Regions from separate parts of the Sus scrofa genome. Here all the other regions are linked to region 2. A link is a contact called in public Hi-C and HiChIP or PLAC-seq data. All regions are on one chromosome and are shown on one strand. The core of a region is the stretch at or near the end of the contact, and the rest is flanking DNA. Distances in the headings are between cores, read along the strand shown.

Region 1 (3,648 bases), core at 1,006-3,505, 240 kb after region 2:
GTTGGAGAATGTGGGAAGAGGTACAGGGCAGGCTCTTTTTTTTTTTTTTTTTTTTTTTTTCCCTTGGTTGTGCCCGCAGCCTGCAGAAGTTCCTGGGCCAGGGATTAAATCCTCACCACAGCATTAACAACACCAGATCCTTAACCTATATGCCACCAGGGAACTCCAGCATTAGTTGTTTAGTACTGGTCTCAGCCACCTCAGCCACCTGAAAACAGAGGGCAGCCCAGGTCAGGTCTCCAGTTTTAAGGACTCAGGCTCCGGGCAGAGACATCCGAGGTTCTAGACTCATCCCTCCTCTTCCGTCCTCTCCAACACTACAGGGATTTGGTTTCAAGGTTTGGAGCCTGGCGGGGTGACCTTCTCACGCACCCTGAAGCAGAATACCCAGGCTGGGAGGATGTGTGGGGCCAGGGGCCAGGGACTGGGCAATGCTTGATAAACATGCTGCCATTTAGAATCAGAAAGCCTTGAATTCAAGTCCTGCCTCACCTACTCAGGTTTTTGTGGTCCTGGGTGAGTCAGAGAACCTCTCTGAGCCTTGCTTTCCTCATCACTTCTTTCTACCTACCAAGTTATGCACTGAGTGAAGTAATGAAGGCAGGAGATCTGTAAAATACCCTAAGAATGGGAAACTTCCTTCTTTTCTTTTTCTTTTTCTTTTTTTTAAGGATTGCACTTGCAGCATGTGGAAGTTCTCAGGCGAGGGATCAAAAGGAGCTGAAGCTGCCAGCCTACACCACAGCCACAGCAATGACAGATCCGAGCCACGTCTGCAACCTACATCACAGCTCATGGCCATGCCGGATCCTTAACTCACTGAGGGAGGCCAGGGATCGAATCCACATCCTCATGAATCAGGTTCATTACCACTGAGCCACAATGGGAACTCCAAGAACGGGAAACTTCTAATAGTCGGGGGTTGGCTTTCTTTTTCCTCTGCCTCTTCACGAAGACAGTATTTAGATCGAGGTAGGTAGCTGCTTTTGAATCTATACAAACAGATGTTGCACTGTTTGGAAACATTCTCCAGAAGTCTAGAAATGAAAAGACTCTGTACCCCCAGAGACACCCTGAAAGAGTTCTCTGGTGGAAGAGGGAAGGGGAAGGAGAGAAAGAGGAAGCATTCCATATATCCTAAATATTATGACAGTCACTTTCTTTTTTTTTTTTTTTTTTGTCTTTTTTTTGGTTGTTGTTGCTATTTCTTGGGCCGCTCCCGCGGCATATGGAGGTTCCCAGGCTAGGGGTCCAATCGGAGCTGTAGCCACCGGCCTACGCCAGAGCCACAGCAACGCGGGATCGAGCCGAGTCTGCACCCTACACCACAGCTCACGGCAACGCCGGATCGTTAACCCACTGAGCAAGGGCAGGGATCGAACCCGCAACCTCATGGTTCCTAGTCGGATTCGTTAACCACTGCGCCACGACGGGAACTCCTATGACAGTCACTTTCATACAGAGTGAGGGTGAGGATGATGGTGGCTAACTTTATTGACAGATACAGTTCTGAGTGCCTTATACATATTAACCCCATTTTGCAGAGGAGGAAACTGAAGTACTGAAAAGGCAAAATAAATCAAAGGTCACCCTGCACTGAGGTTCAAGTCCCAGCAGTCTGAGTCCTGGGGCCATGTGTGTGACCATCCCACTGCACTGCTCCCATAGCCCGCAGGCTATTGGATCCTCATGGACCCCATGGGCATCCTTCAGATGGGAAACTGGGGCTCTGAAAGCTGGGTAACTCGCAAGAGGTCACACAAAGAAAGATGGGATGTTTCTTTTGCTCTTCAAAATTACTTCCTTCTTTTTTACTGGTAGAAAGACCATCGAGCATGAGTCCAAATGTAGCTTCCTATTATATCTTTGCTTGAGTCCCCTTTTCCGCGGTGGGTCAGGCAGAAGAAATCTACTAGAAAACCTCTAGAAAAAAGCATCTAGCCCGAGCGTGGCATGTAGCAGAGGGGGCTGGTAGGCCTACTCTCCCAACTTCCTCACCTCTTCTCTTCCTCCGGAAAAGAAATGAGGTCCTTCCGCTTACCAGGATGACAACGCCATTCCCTTTTGTGTCCTGGTTCTGCGTGCTTTTGAACAAGTTCCAGTTTGACTATGATAATCTAAAAATGTGGAACCAGACCTTAACCTTGCAGTCCAGCTCCAGGCTGACCAAGGAGGAAGTGCAATGTCACCTTGTTATTTGACACTACCCTCCTAGTGATACAACCAGAGTTTACATTCTTTCTTTTGGCAGCCACCATACGCTGCTGACTCACGACTCTCTCAGGTCCCAAGTTCCTGTCTATTGCCCTCTCTTCTACTTGGCCTGATGTCTCAAGACTTCTCCCATTGGTGTTATGCTGGGATTCACCAGGGATTCTTGCAGCCAGTAGCTCTCAGACTAGGGGCTAATCTACACCCTCAACTATCAGCCTTCGTCTTTGGATCCTCCAGGGGGATACTCTCTGACTCTGCCAGGGGAACAATGGACAGAGGGATATTTCATATACAGTTAGAGCAGTAAGTGATCGGAAAACATCCCTGGCCAGGAGGGAACACTGCTGTGGTCTTGTGTGGGTTCACTTCCCAGAGTTTGGGAGCCATGATTTATTCATGCATACATGCACATTAAAGTAATGGTGGGGGTAATTCCAAGGGGCGTTGTTGGGAAGACGGTGATAGCTGGGTGGGTGCAGAAGGCTGGAGGGGGGGGGGGGGGCTGATCAACTGGAATCAATGCAGGCCAAAAAAAAAAAAAAAAAAAAAAAAAAAAAAAAAAAAAAAAAAAAAAAAAAAAATGGGTAATCAAGCTGAAATATAGGCCGGATTCAAAGCCACTTAGCACCTTTGTGACTTCAGGCCAAGACCCCACTTTTTTTTTTTTTTTTTTTTTTTGTCTTTTTAGGGCCACACCCACGGCATATGGAGGCTCCCAGGATAGGGGTCGAATTGGAGCTGTAGCCGCTGGCCTATGCCACAGCCACAGCAACACCAAACCTGAGCCGAGTCTGCAACCTGCACCACAGCTCACAGTAACGCGGGATCTTTAACCCCCTGAGCAGGGCCAGGGATGGAACTCACATCCTCATGGATACTAGCCAGATTCGTTTCTGCTGAGCCAAGATGAGAACTCCTAAGACCCAACATTTTAAAGCCTCAGTTTCTCTCTGAAACCTGGAGCAATCGGAGTGCTTACTTCATCATGACGTTGAGAGGATGAAAAAAGAAAGCATCAAAATTTCACTGGCATCAGTATTTCACTGGCACAAAGGGAGGGTTCAGCATTTGTGATGATCTCTGCCTGCCCTTGCTCTCCCATTCAAGCATTTATTCAGTAAGTACTCACCAACAGTCTTGAGAGGGTACAGTGAAAGAAACACAGATACAAGTAAAGGCCTAAGTGCAGGATTGGGCTCTGGTGGATAAAGATGCTTCCAGGGACCAGCCAAATGCTTTACGGGAGATTTGCTCTAGTTCTGGCTTTAGACTGCTGGACACTCCAGCCACTTCAACCCACCCCAATATACACATTATCTTTTCTGCACCATGTGTGAGTTTGAAATTTCTCAGATTACTCTCAAAGTGACCTTGGGCAAATCCCATAACTCATCTCAGCCCCTGGCACATATGTAACAGATATGTGAATATGCA
Region 2 (4,027 bases), core at 790-3,289:
TTCAAGTTGTGCAGCCTTGGCTGTGTCCCTGTTTGGGGAATAGGAAAGGGAGAGAAAGTGGCCAGAGGAAATTAGCATTTCCTGAGCACTTGACTAGGCAACATTTTCTTATTTAATGCTTAGCACCCTTCAAAATAGGTTGTATTATGCCTGTTTTCCGGAAGAGGAGGTGAGGAGAGAGGTAAAGCGAGGACCCAGGCACACTGTCATAGGGGTAGAGTGAGGGTTAAATCCAGGTCGTTGGGGCTCTTGGCCTCTAGACCCCTCTCCCTCCCAGGCTTGTCTATGCCTCAAGCATGATGCTGAGTGAGTGGGTGCTTTGGTGCTGTAGAACCTCACTTGGGGGAAGACTGATTGTCGTCTGAGCGTAGAGAAATGTTAAAAGAGTTTTACGAGCCTCAGAAATTGCTGTCATTAAATTTTCAACAAGCTTTTCCTGAGGATTCTTCCCCTGTAGAAGGTCAGCAAGTGGTGCTTCTTGCTCTGGGAGCGTTATCACAGCGGTTTCCAGGAACAAGGCTGGGCACCAGCCATCACTCAGCAAGCACTTGTGGGTGGGTCTGTTGGCAGAAAAGCACCTTCAGCTCCAGCCAACCTCCCGGCCCCCCCTCTGCTGTGGGGGGTGGGGGGGAGCAGTCTGCTCCATCGCAGCTGGCAGAATAGGTGTCGCCTCAAAACTGCCCCACTGCCTGGAGCCAGGGGCCTTGCCAGCAGGGTATATAGTCTCTTCTGTCCAGGAGTTTCCAGAACTTCGAGAAAGCGTGTGTCCAGGCCAGCTGCCCACCCAGACTTTTCCTAAGCTGTTTAACATTCCACCACTCCCTCCCTGCCTTGAAGGAGTTCAAACCCAGGTTGCAAACCACTGGACTCCATGCAAAAGGAGATTGAACTCAATGACCTCTGAGCTGGTCACGTAAGACTGGCATGAATTAAGGGAGAAAATGTTTTTTCAACTAGAATTGTTTTCTCCTTGAAGGCAAGGACCGTATAATTTGTTGATTTGGCCTCATAACTAGATTTACCCTTCCCATGGGCTCCACTCCCACCCCACCCTAGTCTAGGATACCACCGGCATTGCCCCAAATCACCAGTCTTCCTGCATGCATCTTGTTCCATTCCAGCCGAATGACCTTTCCAAGTGTATCACATTATCTCTCTGGCCTTCTTCTAATGGATTTTAAGACCAAAAGTTTTTCCCAACCAGTCCACATTGCATTCCTCGCTTATGGCTATGCCTTTGCACCGATGCCCTGGCCACCCCGCTCCTCCCCTAACTCACATTCTCATGGGCTGTTTTCCCTGCTCTGGGTACCCCCAGGTTCCCCCATGAGCTCCTCTTCAGCCCACAGTCTCAGCCACTAACATGGGGAACCAGTCCTTCCCTCGAGCCCTCTTCATTCTGGGCTGTAATTTTCTGGTCCATTTTCTGGCTCTCCTACCGGGTGTAAGCTCCAGGCAGGCTGCATCTATGTTTGTTTGTTTGTTTGTTTGTCATATTCTCAGCATCCAGCCCACAAGGCCTGAGACCCTTACTCCTAAGAGGTACTTAATGAACACATTTGCCTTCCATGGATCAGGGCTATCCTCAGAGGTGAGGTCAGACTCCTTGCCCCTCCCACCCCTGCCGAGCTTGAAAGGCCCCCAATGTGGAAGCCATTAGTGCACCCTCCCCCTGCCCTTAACTGAATTTGCTCGGAAGAGGCAGGAGCTTTTGGAAGCACCTGAATCCGATTATAGAGCTTGGAACCAAAGCCAGGCATAATCGGGCCGCCTCACCCATCCCCACCCTCCTTTTTAGCCAGATGACCAGCATCCTGCCCCCTCAGGCACCCTGCCTGCATGTTCTGGCGGTGACAGCAGTGCCACCACTGAATGGGCAGCTGTGGTCACATTTAGAGAGGGTGAGGCAGAGATACCCACTTCAACTCTGACATTCAGTCCGTCTCTTGTGACTCGGGTTGCCACTTGCCCCTAGGGCTGCAGGATGCAAGCAGGGCTAACCGTTTCATTAGATATCTGTGACATGGAAAAGGTCAGACAAGTGGGCTGGGCTGCTGAGTCACCGGGCTTGAGTGTCCATCCCTGAGACTCTGCCATCGTAGCCTGCCCATCTCAAGGGGCACTCGGTCACTCTCTGAAGCCAGTGCGATGCCTGGAATGGAGTCAGGGCAGGGTATGCAGGGGAAGATGCCCCTTGTCTGTCTCTATAAAGGGAGATGATATAACATGGTTGAGAGGAGAGCAAGCTTGGAGCAGATGCCCCTGGGTTGAAATGCCATCTCTGCAGCACTAGCTGGTACCCGAAGCAAGTTGCTTAACGTCTTCCTCCGACTCTCAGATCTTCATTTATATGGGCCCCAAAATATTTCCTAACACATAGGGCTGCTGGGAGAATAAGTGAAGTAAAGGATGAAAGGAACTTAGCAGAGAGCTTGGCGAACGGGCACCTGTCCGCAAATGGTAAGCACTATTACTTGGACACGCCGATCTCTCCGTGGATACTTGATCCCTGGGGAACACGATGTCTCCCCACAGTCAGCGGGCTCTGGCCTCCGCCGCCCCACATCCACAGTACATATCTGGGGCTTGGGGCATTTCAGTTACAATGAGGGCGAGCCAGGGAGAAATGAAAAGGAAGTAAAAGGCTAGGGGCATTTTTAGAATTTTACTATCTCAAACGGACAAATCCCTTCCTGATGGTTGTGTTGGTCCCAGTGGAAACCAGATGCATAGGTAGACATAGGGCCACACAGGCAGCCCAGCAAGCAGGGTCTTACCACGTCAGGCTTTTTGTCCTGGGCAGCTGGAGAATGCTGAGTTTGTTAACCGAGACCTCTGAAACACGCACCCTTTTACCATTCACCAAATTCACACCAAGGCTGTGGCCTTTGGCTCAAGATCCTCTTCCCCCTTCATCTAATACTTCTACTCCTCCAAACAGAGGGAAAACATCAAAGCACTCTTTGGACAACACGGAGAAGACCAAATTTGCTCAGCGGCATTTGGCAAGCTGTTTAACCTTCCTTATAACCTAGCTATCTTTAGCCTCCTTGATGCTATTTTCAAATGTCAAACGAGCAAATATTGCTTCCAGAATGGTTCTGATCTGGGATGTGACAGGATGCGTGGGGGTGGGGAGATGAGCAGGAGGTAGGGATAGTAAAGGAGCCTTCTGGTCGTGGGTGAGATCATACACCAGCTTTACAACTGCCCAAATTCTCTCCCTTCTACTGGCTCTGACACCTCCTCCAGGAAGCTGACCTGTTTAAGGGCAGTGGGGCATTCAGTACCACCGGGGCCTCATGTAGAGGGACATCTGCTTATCTGACTCTGGAGCCAGACCTGGACATCACATTAGCCAAAAGAGCAAACTGAATCTTGTGTACCCAGCCCAGTCTAAAAATATTCATTCGTTCATTCATTCTGCAGGTATTTACTGAGCAGCAACTATGGGCCAGACATGGTAATAGGCACTGGGGACACACGAGCTTGCTGAGGTTGATGCCCATTGGAATTGTCTGGGGAGTTAATGAAATGAAGCTCTGGAGCCCCACCCCCAAGAGTCAGTGCAGCAGGTTTGAGGCAGATCTGGAGCCTGAATTTTGAACCAGCACACAGGCATTCTGCTACAGGTGGTCCAGGGTATGAGAACCCCTAGGCTAGCTTGTAGCAACATCTGTTTCCTGAGTACCTCCCTGGTACTGAACAGGAGGAGCATAGAAATCCATGTTACAACCCCCAGGCCTTGAAGAACTCACCATTCATGTTCACAGCCTCCAGAAAGAGACAGACAAAGCTGCCATTTCAGGGTGCTAAGTGCTCTGAAAGCAGAGGTACAAAGTGGGTTAGGCCCCACAGAGACGGTAACCAGCCCTCAGAGAGCTGAGGAGGCTCTATAAAGGAGAATATTTGAGCTGAGCCTTTTTTTTTTTTTTAGCCATACCTGCAGCATGCAGAAGTTCTGGGGCCAGGGATGGAACCCGAGCCACACCATTGACATGCTGGATCCTTAACCTACTGAGATGCT
Region 3 (4,052 bases), core at 843-3,342, 220 kb before region 2:
AACAACGTGCAAAAGATGTAAGAGACTTGCTCCTGGTCACACGATTAAGTCCCAGGGCTGGCGTGCCACCCCAGAGCCCAAACTCAACGGCTACTTTGAGTTCCCTCCTCCGTGCAAGGTGCTCTCATGTCACTTCCTGGGACAAATCCCCATCTTAAAGGGCCTGAAGCTTTTACATGGGGAACTCAAAGAAAGGAATACAAAATTATGAATATAAAATCAGGTACCATAATGAAGGTTTACAATGAGGAAAAAAAAAAACTAAAATAAGTGGAACCTAGGGCATTTAGATTCCCTTTTCCTGAGATGAGAAATGCCTACACAGAAGTCCTTCCTGACTGCAACCCCTCCCCACCCAGAACATTCTACGACTCCCAACAGCTACCTGCACTCATGGGGCCCATGCAATCCGAGGTCCCCAAAGCTTCAATTTCAATGCATTTCCTTCAGGGGAAGCCCATCTCCACCACTGCCCAAAAGTCTCTTAAATTTTCCCAAACCATTTCGACAAAGCCCAGATCTCAGGGCCAGAGGGAGGGGGGCTTTTCACTGCAAACCAAACAAGTGGTGGAGACAAATGCAGTGTGAGAGGAACCAGGATTTCCATCCTTCCTCCCTTGCTGGAAGATTGAGCCACACCAAATGACATCGCTTAGGAGCCATGCAGACCTAGTTTCAGATCCAGCCTCTGCTCCTTCATGGCTGTGTGATGATGAACGTGTCCCCTGTCTTGGTTTCCTCATCTGTTAAAATGATACAAGGATCAAATCGGATAACGGGCATGCTGCCCAGGAATGCCAGCTCCCTTTCCTCTGGGTACACCTTTCTGTGCTTTCTCCCCCTTTTTGCCCAACTCTTGGGATGGGTAGGTCGGTCCTTTGTCTATGCTTTCAGCGTATTCTGTAGAGATCTCCGCTGGAGCACATCATTCTCTTATTCATTCAGCAAGTACCCCCTGGAAGCAAAGATGAACGTGGACATGCAACTGTCCTCAAGAGGCCTGCATCTGGTGAATAAGCAGGGAACCCTTCTCTACCATGACAGAGATGCTCCTTGATGGGCTGGAGCCATGCCTCCTCCTCGGACACGGGGCAGGTCAGACCCAAATGAAAATAATCGAGTCGGCCTCCCACCTCCCCATCTCCCGGCCAGCACTTCACCTCACCCCTCTCTCGGCTCTGCTCTCATCAGGCCCAGCCATGCTGGTCCACACATCCTCTGCATGCCTGGATCAATGAAGTTTGGTTTTACAGGGCACTGGGCCCATTGTTGGCTCTCACCTCAAGAACAAAGAAGAATACTGGCCCTTCCAAGGCAAAACAAAGGCCGACTTCTCCTCCATGGTTCCCTTTTCCTTTATGGGCAACAGTATGCAGACCCCTGGCCCTCCACTGAACTACATTTAAAACAGCTTTTGTGAAGGGTGGACACAGCGGCCATTTTTGTGTATGTGCCTGCCCGCAGCAATGAACTGATTGTAACATGAACAACGTGCACTTCTTCCCACTTCTGACAGAATAGATGACATTGTGCTGAGGGCCAGGGAGGGGGTGGGGGCCTAACGAAAAAAAAAAAAAAAAGCCCTAAGGTTTATTACAAGGAATTCTGATAAAAAGCACTTCGAAGCCTCTTTCCCATCATCAAAAAACCACACTGGGCAAGATCAGAGCTTAACAGCCGACAAAAAAACACATTCAATCCCTGAGATCATTTTCCTGAAATAGAAAACTACATATGTTTCTCAAATTTCATATCAAGCCACTGCAGAGGCCAGACTGCAGGGCTGAACTGGGCCAAAGTCGGGGGGGGGGAGGGGGGGGATGGGATGGGAAAGGGAGTAAACAGAAGAAAACGAGCCCATTCTTCCACATCACCACGTTTCTCTAGCACAATCTAAACTTACAAACACCCCCAGTTTCACAGAACTTGTAGTTAGGGTTGCTTATCGGGCAGTCTTTACTTTGTCAAATTAAGACACATTGCCTTGGATTAGCAAGACTCCTTAAATTCAAAATGACTTCATGGTTGGCTCGGAGTTCAGTGTCTCTAGGGCCAGCCGCCAGGAACATATCCACTGCGGAGCCCCGCTCCTCTCCATATGACCTGCCTGACTTTTCCATGGAGACAGCAGAGCAAAATCCCAGGCAGACAGGCTGTCAGTGTTAATTAAAAGTCCAAACACCTCTTTAGAAACTATCTGCAGCTCAATATTTATACAGAGTATAAGACTCCTAACAGGCAGGGCCGGAGAGGGGAGCAGGAGGTTGAGGGCGGAAATAGGTTTGACTGGCATTTGGAACCCATTAATTTTTAAAAGACAGGCTGCCACTCTAGGTAGGACTGAGAGAGGTTCAAAAACGTAACGAAACCAGAAAGATGAATGAGCTGAAGATTGTTTAGAAAGCCCGGGGAGAGTGCTCAGCTTTTGAAAAGAATAATATCTGGGCAATAATGAGAGCTGACACTTTTTAGTGGTGAATGCAGTTTTTGGCACATTTTAACAATGCAGGTTGACAATGTTTCATATTTAACAAAAGGAAAAGCAATCTTCTAAATGACTTGGGAACAAAGGGCTCCCTGACTGCAATTTCTTAATAACATTTAAGAATTCTCTTCAAAGGCCCTTGACTATAATTTAGAGCAAGGAAGAAAAATGAAGAAAACAAGAAAAAAAGAAGGTGTATTTAAAAAATAATAAACTAACTAGAAGAGGTGAAAAAAGAAGACAAGGATACAGCATTCTGACACTAAATTATATCCCAAAGGGTTGAATTTAATGTCAGGCTTTTATAATACTTCTTCCAATAACCTGAGCTTTAAGAAAGAAGTCAAAGGGAGACTTTGGTCGACACCATTACTTTTGGACTCAGAGGTTCAGTCCAGGGAGGGGCTAAATGGATCACCTAATCCAGCCACCACACTCTGCAGACAAACTGAGCACCAAGGGCCCAGGGTTACCTGGCTGGACCAGATATTTCTTCCAAGTTTCAAACCATGCCACCAGGTGTATTTTATGCTATGTGTCCTAAGGCCTCACCATCAAGGCCACAGAGTTCTTACAGTATCCAAGACTGAATATTGACACCGTTAATCAGACTGAAACTCAGAGGCTACCTAGAATCACACAAGTACAGCATATCCAAAAGTTCACAAGAGTTCACCTACAGTGGCAGCCATCCAGGATAGCAAACTGATTTAAGAGGCCACCAAGACCAAAATGTCCTGTCCCTCCCAAGGAAGGCCTTCCGGGGTCAGAGAAAAGAACTCTAAACAATATATGACTTGGATATGGTCCCCTTAAAACCTAACCCCTACTTCACTTAGCAGTTTCACCCTCACAGCAAGAACCTTCCGGGATTCTGTAATAGCACCTGGAAAACGTGATCTCTATTCTTGAGCATTTTTACAGTTTCAAAACATTTTCAGCAGGAGTTCCCTGATAGTTCTGAGGTTTAAGGATCTGGTGTTGTCACTGCTTTGGCTCTGTTTACTGCTGTGACACAGGTTCAATCCCTGGCCTGGGAACATGCCATGGGTGCAGTCAAAAATGTTATTTCAGCAAAGAATATACTGTCATACTATTTGTAAATGAGGACTCCCAGCCTGAGATTGCTCCACTTTTACCATATTAAAGAGCAAACAAGACTAGATTCTAAAAGAAATTCAAGGTCTCAGAGAAAACTGGTAAGCAAAGGAAATGCTATACAGCTACTCAGTTGAAAAATTACAGTCCTACTGGCTGTATGACTTTCAAGGGTATGGAACTCACATCTAGATCTATACCAAAGAGCTGAAAAAGACAGATGAATGGATAAAGAAGATGTGGCGTGTGTGTCTATGTGTATATATGTGTGTGTGTGTGCACATATATTTTATAAAATATGTATGCCACAAATGTGGCCCTAAAAAGACAAATATTTATATATATACATATGCACATGATGGATTATTACACAGCCTAAAATATAATGAAATAATGCCATTTGTAGCAACATAAATGGGCCTAGAAATTATTATACTAAGTGAATAAGCCAGACAAAGAAAGACATTTA

What was found. Hi-C and Micro-C count contacts between places; a contact is called where the count stands out from the background. HiChIP or PLAC-seq counts read pairs in DNA pulled down with a chosen protein or histone mark.
Region 1: a contact with region 2 is called in an H3K27ac HiChIP or PLAC-seq map of skeletal muscle. The contact joins two enhancer-like sites. A contact is called at or near these places in 2 of 2 datasets of contacts at active chromatin or transcription factors (alveolar macrophages and skeletal muscle).
Region 3: a Hi-C map of skeletal muscle shows a contact between it and region 2, with 6 times the contacts expected there. The contact joins two enhancer-like sites. A contact is called at or near these places in 5 of 47 Hi-C or Micro-C datasets (embryonic fibroblasts, heart right ventricle, psoas muscle and 1 more) and 2 of 2 datasets of contacts at active chromatin or transcription factors (alveolar macrophages and skeletal muscle).

What each region holds. Positions count from the first base shown.
Region 1 is chr6:153,580,711-153,584,358 of Sscrofa11.1, forward strand. No RefSeq gene overlaps it. Among named protein-coding and RNA genes, the nearest start is that of JUN, 100 kb to the right of the region's middle. Within about 2 kb of position 2,256, at least 16 of the 83 cell types and tissues checked have an H3K27ac peak or open chromatin away from gene starts, as enhancers often do. A contact at or near this core is called in skeletal muscle, where this site is marked.
Region 2 is chr6:153,340,547-153,344,573 of Sscrofa11.1, forward strand. The region is part of intron 3 of LOC102165506 (a long non-coding RNA gene); the gene reads left to right. Among named protein-coding and RNA genes, the nearest start is that of FGGY, 130 kb to the left of the region's middle. Within about 2 kb of position 2,040, at least 4 of the 83 cell types and tissues checked have an H3K27ac peak or open chromatin away from gene starts, as enhancers often do. A contact at or near this core is called in skeletal muscle, where this site is marked.
Region 3 is chr6:153,124,134-153,128,185 of Sscrofa11.1, forward strand. The region is part of intron 5 of FGGY (FGGY carbohydrate kinase domain-containing protein); the gene reads right to left. Among named protein-coding and RNA genes, the nearest start is that of FGGY, 87 kb to the right of the region's middle. Within about 2 kb of position 2,093, at least 40 of the 83 cell types and tissues checked have an H3K27ac peak or open chromatin away from gene starts, as enhancers often do. A contact at or near this core is called in skeletal muscle, where this site is marked.